2 separate regions of the Zea mays genome follow, and region 1 is linked to region 2. Evidence: chromatin contacts called from public Hi-C data. All regions are on one chromosome and are shown on one strand. Each heading gives the region's core, a stretch centred on a gene start, on an enhancer-like site or on the middle of the called end of the contact. The rest is flanking DNA. Distances are from core to core; before and after follow the strand shown. Region 1 overlaps LOC103647359 (mediator of RNA polymerase II transcription subunit 25). Region 2 holds the start of LOC103647355 (leucine--tRNA ligase, cytoplasmic).

Evidence for each region. A called contact is a pair of places that touch in the nucleus more often than the background predicts.
Region 1: a contact with region 2 is called in a Hi-C map of tassel, with 2.9 times the contacts expected there. The contact joins the enhancer-like site here to the promoter of LOC103647355 in region 2. A contact is called at or near these places in 2 of 25 Hi-C or Micro-C datasets (ear and tassel).

Annotation. Positions count from the first base shown.
Region 1 is chr2:178,588,892-178,592,117 of Zm-B73-REFERENCE-NAM-5.0, forward strand. LOC103647359 (mediator of RNA polymerase II transcription subunit 25) reads right to left here. Exons shown (of 15, transcript XM_008671901.3): 14 at 2,560-2,646; 15 at 1,507-2,486. The coding sequence ends at 1,827. Among protein-coding and RNA genes, the nearest start is that of LOC103647359, 14 kb to the right of the region's middle. Within about 2 kb of position 1,955, at least 3 of the 20 cell types and tissues checked have an H3K27ac peak or open chromatin away from gene starts, as enhancers often do. A contact at or near this core is called in ear and tassel, where this site is marked.
Region 2 is chr2:178,106,816-178,110,255 of Zm-B73-REFERENCE-NAM-5.0, forward strand. LOC103647355 (leucine--tRNA ligase, cytoplasmic) reads right to left here and starts at 1,457. Exons shown (of 4, transcript XM_008671898.4): 1 at 811-1,457; 2 at 7-192.

The DNA.
Region 1 (3,226 bases), core at 705-3,204, 480 kb after region 2:
GTCTGGAAATCCAAATTCTGTTAGTTGGTATATGAAGGCAGTGGTAACCTTTCTGTTGTGGTGCATAACCAAGAAAAATACACGGCATCGAACGAGGCTGAAGCTTGTGATCAATGTAAGGTCTGAGGTGAGGCTGTCTGAGAATACGAAGATTCGGGTCTTTATGAAACAATTGTGTGAAGGGAGAGAGAGAAGAAGAAGAGGCGCGGAGCGATTGATGAGATAGACCACACTTGCAAATATTTCATCCCAAAAGGAACCGGGATAGAAGCGTGTTGCATAACAGCAAGGCCGCTAAGGTAATGTGTCTATGTTTGCGCTTGGCCACTCCGTTTTGCTGAGGAGTGTACGGACAACTGGTTTTATGAATGAGTTGTGGGAAAAGGCGAGAGAGAGGCCGGGCGCGAAGCGTGAATGGAACCATGAGACAAGGCCGCGGGAGAAGAGCCAATGTGGGATATTTTCGTACCAGTACCATCTCCACTCCACTCCAATGGTGAGAGTATCTGAACCAGCATAAGCAAAATAAGAGGACAGGTGCGAAGCAAGTCACCGGTGACATGATGAGAAGCTCCTGAGTCTAAGAGCCACTCAGTCGACTGAGGTAGAGAAGGCACTGATGAAATCTGAGACGGCACTGGTTGCGCAACTAAGGCGTGAGCGAGGGTCTCTTTGTGGTGGTCTTTCACCATCTTCCTTTTGATTGGCCTATATCTTAGAATCCGGTCTTTCGCTGTTCCCACAGTCCCTTAGTCACGTACCGGCTGTCGGTCTATCTCATATTCGCAGAAGAAGGAACTTGTCATTACTGTGTCAACATTAGTGGGTCTGGCGCTCGGTTTCCCTCTCTGAAACCTCTCTAGTGACCGTCGGTCTCTGTCTTCAATGGCCCAACGACCCTAACCCTTGAACAGGATCGATCTAACGCTCCTGTAAGCATGAACAGTGTAGCATATGGTCTTATGCCCTTGTCGATGTTTTTCCTCCTGTGCCAGCTAGGGTTAGTTATAGTCCAATATATGCTCAAAGTGTTCTCTTAGTTTTTTATGATCTTTGTGTTCAATTCGGATGCATCTACATATTCTTATAAAAGGTCTTCAACACGTTTTTCAATGTCTTGCTTGAGGTTTTGATCATTTATACCACCAATTTATCTTCATTCAAATACACTTTGCATCCTTTAAACTATATCTATAAATACTAATAAATAATGTTACTTAAAATACTAGCAAGCAATATTAGTTCAAATGATTATGTTAATCATCAAATACTAAAATTTATGCATCAGTCTATTTTACTTACATTCCTATTGCAACAAACAATTTTGCTAATATTGACTAAACGACGAATTAAATGATTGTTTAGCTTATTTAATCATGCTAATATTGAATAAAGTATGAATTAAATGGTTGTTTAGCTTATTTAATCATGTTTAGCTCGATTCAATGTAAATCGTTTAGACAGTTTAAACTGCTTAAATGATTCAACTACCTATTTAACGTACCATTTAAACCCTAAACAACACAGGTCACTTATTTTACTGTAGTTTAAATAATAATTCTGTTATACCTAATAGTTTACGGCTAGTACAACAATGCCATAAAGTCACTCAAGATTACGAGTACACCACCATATCATAAAGTATGCACCTATGCATGGACATCTGGCATTTACCTATCGGTGACAGGGATGCTTAAGTTTTCAGATTAAGTTTTAGCAACACTCCCCGAGTGACTATTCCCTAACCCTGTCAAATGAAGTTGACATCTCAACACTTGGGTCAGTGTAAACCCTCAATTCATCTGATGCCTGCTGATAAAAGGTGCTTAAGGTAGGAAGCCTCCCCCAGGCATGCTGCCCGGCCCCTGTGGCGTAATCTTCCCTTGCATCATCTGCACTGCCCGATTGTGCCCCTGCATGAACTGCTGCCCCATTCCTGTACCCACCATCTGGGGTTGCTGCTGCTGTTGAGGCTGCATCTGTTGCTGCTGCTGCTGCATTTGCTGCATCTGTTGCTGTTGAGGCTGCATCTGTTGCTGCTGCTGCTGCATTTGCTGCATCTGTTGCTGTTGAGGCTGCATCTGTTGCTGCTGCTGCTGCTGCATTTGCTGCATCTGTTGCTGCTGAGGCTGTATCTGTTGTTGTTGTTGTTGTTGTTGCTGCTGCTGCTGCTGCATTTGCTGCATCTGTTGCTGTTGATGCTGCATCTGTTGCTGTTGATGCTGCATTTGCTGCTGCATTGGCTGCATCTGCTGCTGCATCGATTGCATCTGCTGCTGCATCTGCGAAGGTTGCTGCTGCTGCATCGGTTGCATCTGCGGCTGCTGTTGCTGGAGTTGCATCTGTGATTGCTGAAGTGGGAGGCCTTGCGGCTGCATATGCATGTGTTGTTGCAGCTGCTGCTGCTGCTGTTGAAATTGCTGTAGCTGCTGTTGCTGCATTGGTGTCTGCTGAGTTGAGGCCTGCGGTTTGAACACCACCATGTCCTGGGAAAAGGTCATTTAGTAAATGCAGATAATTATGCAGAACATTAATTAATTTAACTACAATCAAGATTACCCCAGGGAAGAGCATGCCAATCAAACGACCTGCTTTGTCAGCCATCGACAGCAACAGAGTTTGCGATGGTAACTGTATCACAGCACACTGAAACCAGGACCAATTGGATATTAGAACTGTATAAAGTAACTGACAGAAAACTAAGTGTATGAAACGACAGTAGATGAACCGCAGCAAAATAACAAAATTACTGGTTAGTTGTCCGTGCGTTGCTACGGTTTTTATATATCATAAAGATAAATCTTATTTAAATAAGATATTTATTCAAACACGGTCTAAACCGGATGTGTGGTGAGATGAGATGAAGTTTTTTCTCTCGCTTTTTTCCACGCTCACGAGATCAGAGATAGTGAGAAAGAAGGTATTGTACTATAGATAGCCAAATAGGTCGTGTCTAGCAGACTGACCCAAGGCACGGCCCATTTAACAGTACCGCGGCCCGACCTGAGAACCATGTCGTGCCTGAGCCACCGTCTCAGTCTATAGTGCCGGCCCGGTCCGACGTGGCATGATTATATTTTTTTAAATTTAAATGTATTAGTATGTATATATATTTACAATATTTATCCTCTGTGTAACACAATATTTAGAATATCTATAGAAGAGGGCCACGGTTCGAGCGCTAGTATGCTCTCTTTTTTCTTATTTTTTTTCCCGTGGGAGAGCG
Region 2 (3,440 bases), core at 207-2,706:
GAGAACCTAAACGCACGAGCTCGAGGGTCTGCTTGCAAATATACTTGCCGGCGAGGGGACTCGCGATGCGCGCCAGCGCCCCCAGGGCCTTCTTTGTCGTCGGACGTCGGCACGACCTGGAGAACGTACCGCGGCTGGCCGGCTGCTGCGTGCGTGAGGCGGCGGCGGCCGTGCGTGGGTAAGCTAGTAAACCTGAATCAAAACCATCCAATAAATTACCCATACCAACAAAACATCTGTTCAGTGCAAACTATTCAGTTAAGTCACCACCATTGAGAGGACACCACATAAGTTAGGTGTCGTTTTGAATGCCGGCTTTATATAATAGAATGTATTTTTTTTGTTCAGACCATATTATGTGATCAATTATAGAAATTTGTCTAACTGTAGTTTTGAGGAATATAAAACATCCTTTATATTTGAGACACTCATGCCACCAACCTCAAAGCTAGTAAACATTCGGTGTGATCAAATATGGTGGGTGTAAGGGACAAGTTAGATGAGTAAGGTACATATCATTTCTCGGGCGATGTCAAAAAGACAGTTACCATGGCAGACAACCAGGCAACGTTTGTCACTTATGGGGTAAGATTTGCATATTTTAATGGTTGCACAACCAAGATAGGATGTCTCAGTAACACACATGCAAAAGTATCAAAGGGCTAGAAATAGTTAGCAAGCACTATGTGATTGCTCAATCAAAAGATTCCTCGGTCCGTAGTTTTCTTAATGAAATGGAGTGAATCAGAAATCAATAAATTTGGCATTCACAGAGATCTAAACAAGCTTCTACGGGTAGAGGGAGCTTACCAGCTTAACGATGCGGTCGCGGAGCTCGTAGGTGAGCACGACGACACCACTGCGGGCGAGCGCGCTGCGGCCTGCGGCTCCGGGCGAGCGCTGCGGCGGCCTGCGGCTCCGGGCCTCCGGCGCTCCGCGGCTGGCGCCTGGCGGTGGCGGGCGACGGGGCGAGCGCGCTGTGGCCGCTGTGGGCGGCTGCGCCTGGCGGTGGCGGCCTGGCGAGCGAGCGCGCTGGCGGGCGAGCGCCTGGCGGTGGCGGCCTGACGGGCGAGCTGGAGCCTGGAGAGGACAGAGGAGGGCAGGAGCAGGAGGCGCGGGCCGCGGGCGAGCGCGCTGCGGCGCTGGAGCTGGAGCCTGGAGAGGTGGTGCGGCCGCGCGGTACCAGGACGGACAGCAGGAGAGCCAAGCGGCGGCTGGAGCTAGGGTTGGGGCTGGGCCCGACGATGGGCCTCTAGTGGGCCGCAACTTCCGACCGGGGCTGCCTCCTAGATATGTCGTCGAGGTGTTGGATGTTTGCCGGCGGTGTCTCGGCGACGAGGGGCGTGGCCTGGATGAAGGTCGTCGTCGTCGAGGAGATGAAGGGACGAGGGTCGAGCAGACGAACGACGGCGGTCGAGGGAGGACGGCGGATATCTGGGCGCGCGACTGGGTTTTTGCGCGCGCGGGAGGAAAGGGAAGGTAATTAGGGAATTGTTGGAGTGCTTGTTTTCTTGTTTTTTTCCTAAAACATGAATTTGGGAATGAAATTAAGGAGCTGTTGGGATGCCTTCAGGGGGGTGTTTGGTACCCTATTTGGTAGTATAGGGTTTAAAATTAGACCTTTGTGCAAGTTGGGGGTCGAAAAATGGACTTTGGGACTGTTTGTTTACCCCAATGGATTATATAATCTGGATTATTTTTGCAGGATTATATAATCTGGATTATATAATTTGGATTATATAATCTGAGTAGTCATGTTTGTTTACCCAGATTATCTGGCGTGTTTCTGTTGGGTGGCAGGCTTCTCCGATCCGATAGGCGCAAAAACGATTCGGTAGATTATAATGGCAATGGTGGGTAATTTCTAGGAAACTTGAAAGGGTAGTGGGAAGTGGGAAAAAAATAATCTGAAATAAGCACCTCCTCACTTGCTTATGGATTATCATAATCCAAGGGCTTAGATTATATAATCTGGGCAAATAAGCTAGACTGTTTGTTTGTCTCTTAGGATTATTTAATCCAGATTATATAATCTGGGAGGTAAACAAACAGGCCCTTTATCTATTAATAATCGGTCTCCCTAAGGGTCTGCTTCTTTAAAACACTAGTTTTATATGCAGTGCGTCACATAATAGCAAGTTTAATAGTATAGATCATAATAGGCTTTATAATATTATAATGTCACATATAACTGACTAAAAGTCTACTCATATAATAATTATTCCATAATATAATCTATATATTTAATACTTCTTCTCGTAAAGTGTCTTATAGTATGTGAGCGGCCCATTTTAAGCTGCCTATTAGTGAGCGGCTGTTGAGCTCTAAAAAGAGCAGTGCAGACGGTCCGGCCCCGAGGCCGGACGGTCCGCGGTCCGGACTGTCCGCGGTGGTGACGCGGACGGTCCGCGCGCGCAGAGTCAGTTAGGGTTCCTAGTTTCTCGCGGGATTTGTTACCTAAAACCGCGGGATTAACTCGGGAAACAGTTGGAAACGGATCCAGACCTCCCCCTTTATATAGATGAAGGGCTACGGCCGATTGAACCCCCAACAATCGAACAAATCAAGTCTATTACTCGTTTTTACCTTATGCATTAGGAGTAGTTCTAGTCTATTTCTAGTTTAGCCCTAGTTTAGTATTCCAATCCCCAAATTCTCCGCCTCTCCTCGACTCTACGTCGATTAGAGGAGTCTAGGTCGGCCTGCCCGAGCCTAGACAACTCCTAGGATCTCTCCTCCCCGACGGGGTCCCTCCCGGGAGCGAGATCCAGGCGCCGTCGGCGATCTTCCGCCGCCCCTACGCACGTGCGGACCGTCCGGCCCTAGGGCGCGGACCGTCCGGCCGTTAGGCAGGGAATCCTAGCTCCTGCACCAGGTCGCGGACCGTCCGGCCCTATGTCGCGGACCGTCCGCTCTTGTGCAGAGAGCACCGCCACGCCTCGCACCAGGCCGCGGACCGTCCGACCCCTGCGCGCGGACCGGCCGCCCCTGTGCAGAGGGCACCGCCGCCGGTTCTTCTTGAGTGATTGGCGCTCCGAAAAAGCGTCAACATACTTTTTGGCGACTCCGCTGGGGAATAGGTGTCTAGATCTGCTAAAAATCGGCCCATAAATGGCCGGTTCTAAGGATCACACCAAGATCTCCACTACCAACATCATTAAGCCGGCCATGGAGGCGCTCCCGGCTGATGACCAAAGGCCCTTTGAAGACCTCGTAATGCACGATGAGAAGGAGGTGATGCGGCAATGGAACGAACAACGCGACAAGGAAGAGGCGAAACTGCCGCATAAACTCTCCGAACGGCGCAAGGAGGCGACGGACAATTACTTGTCACACTTCACGGCGGATCGCCACCAGAAGATCGTCCGTCAAGGGGAGATTGATATGGAATCTCTCCTACCTCCACTGCAGGGTCCCGCTGTAAGTACTCCAGATCTATC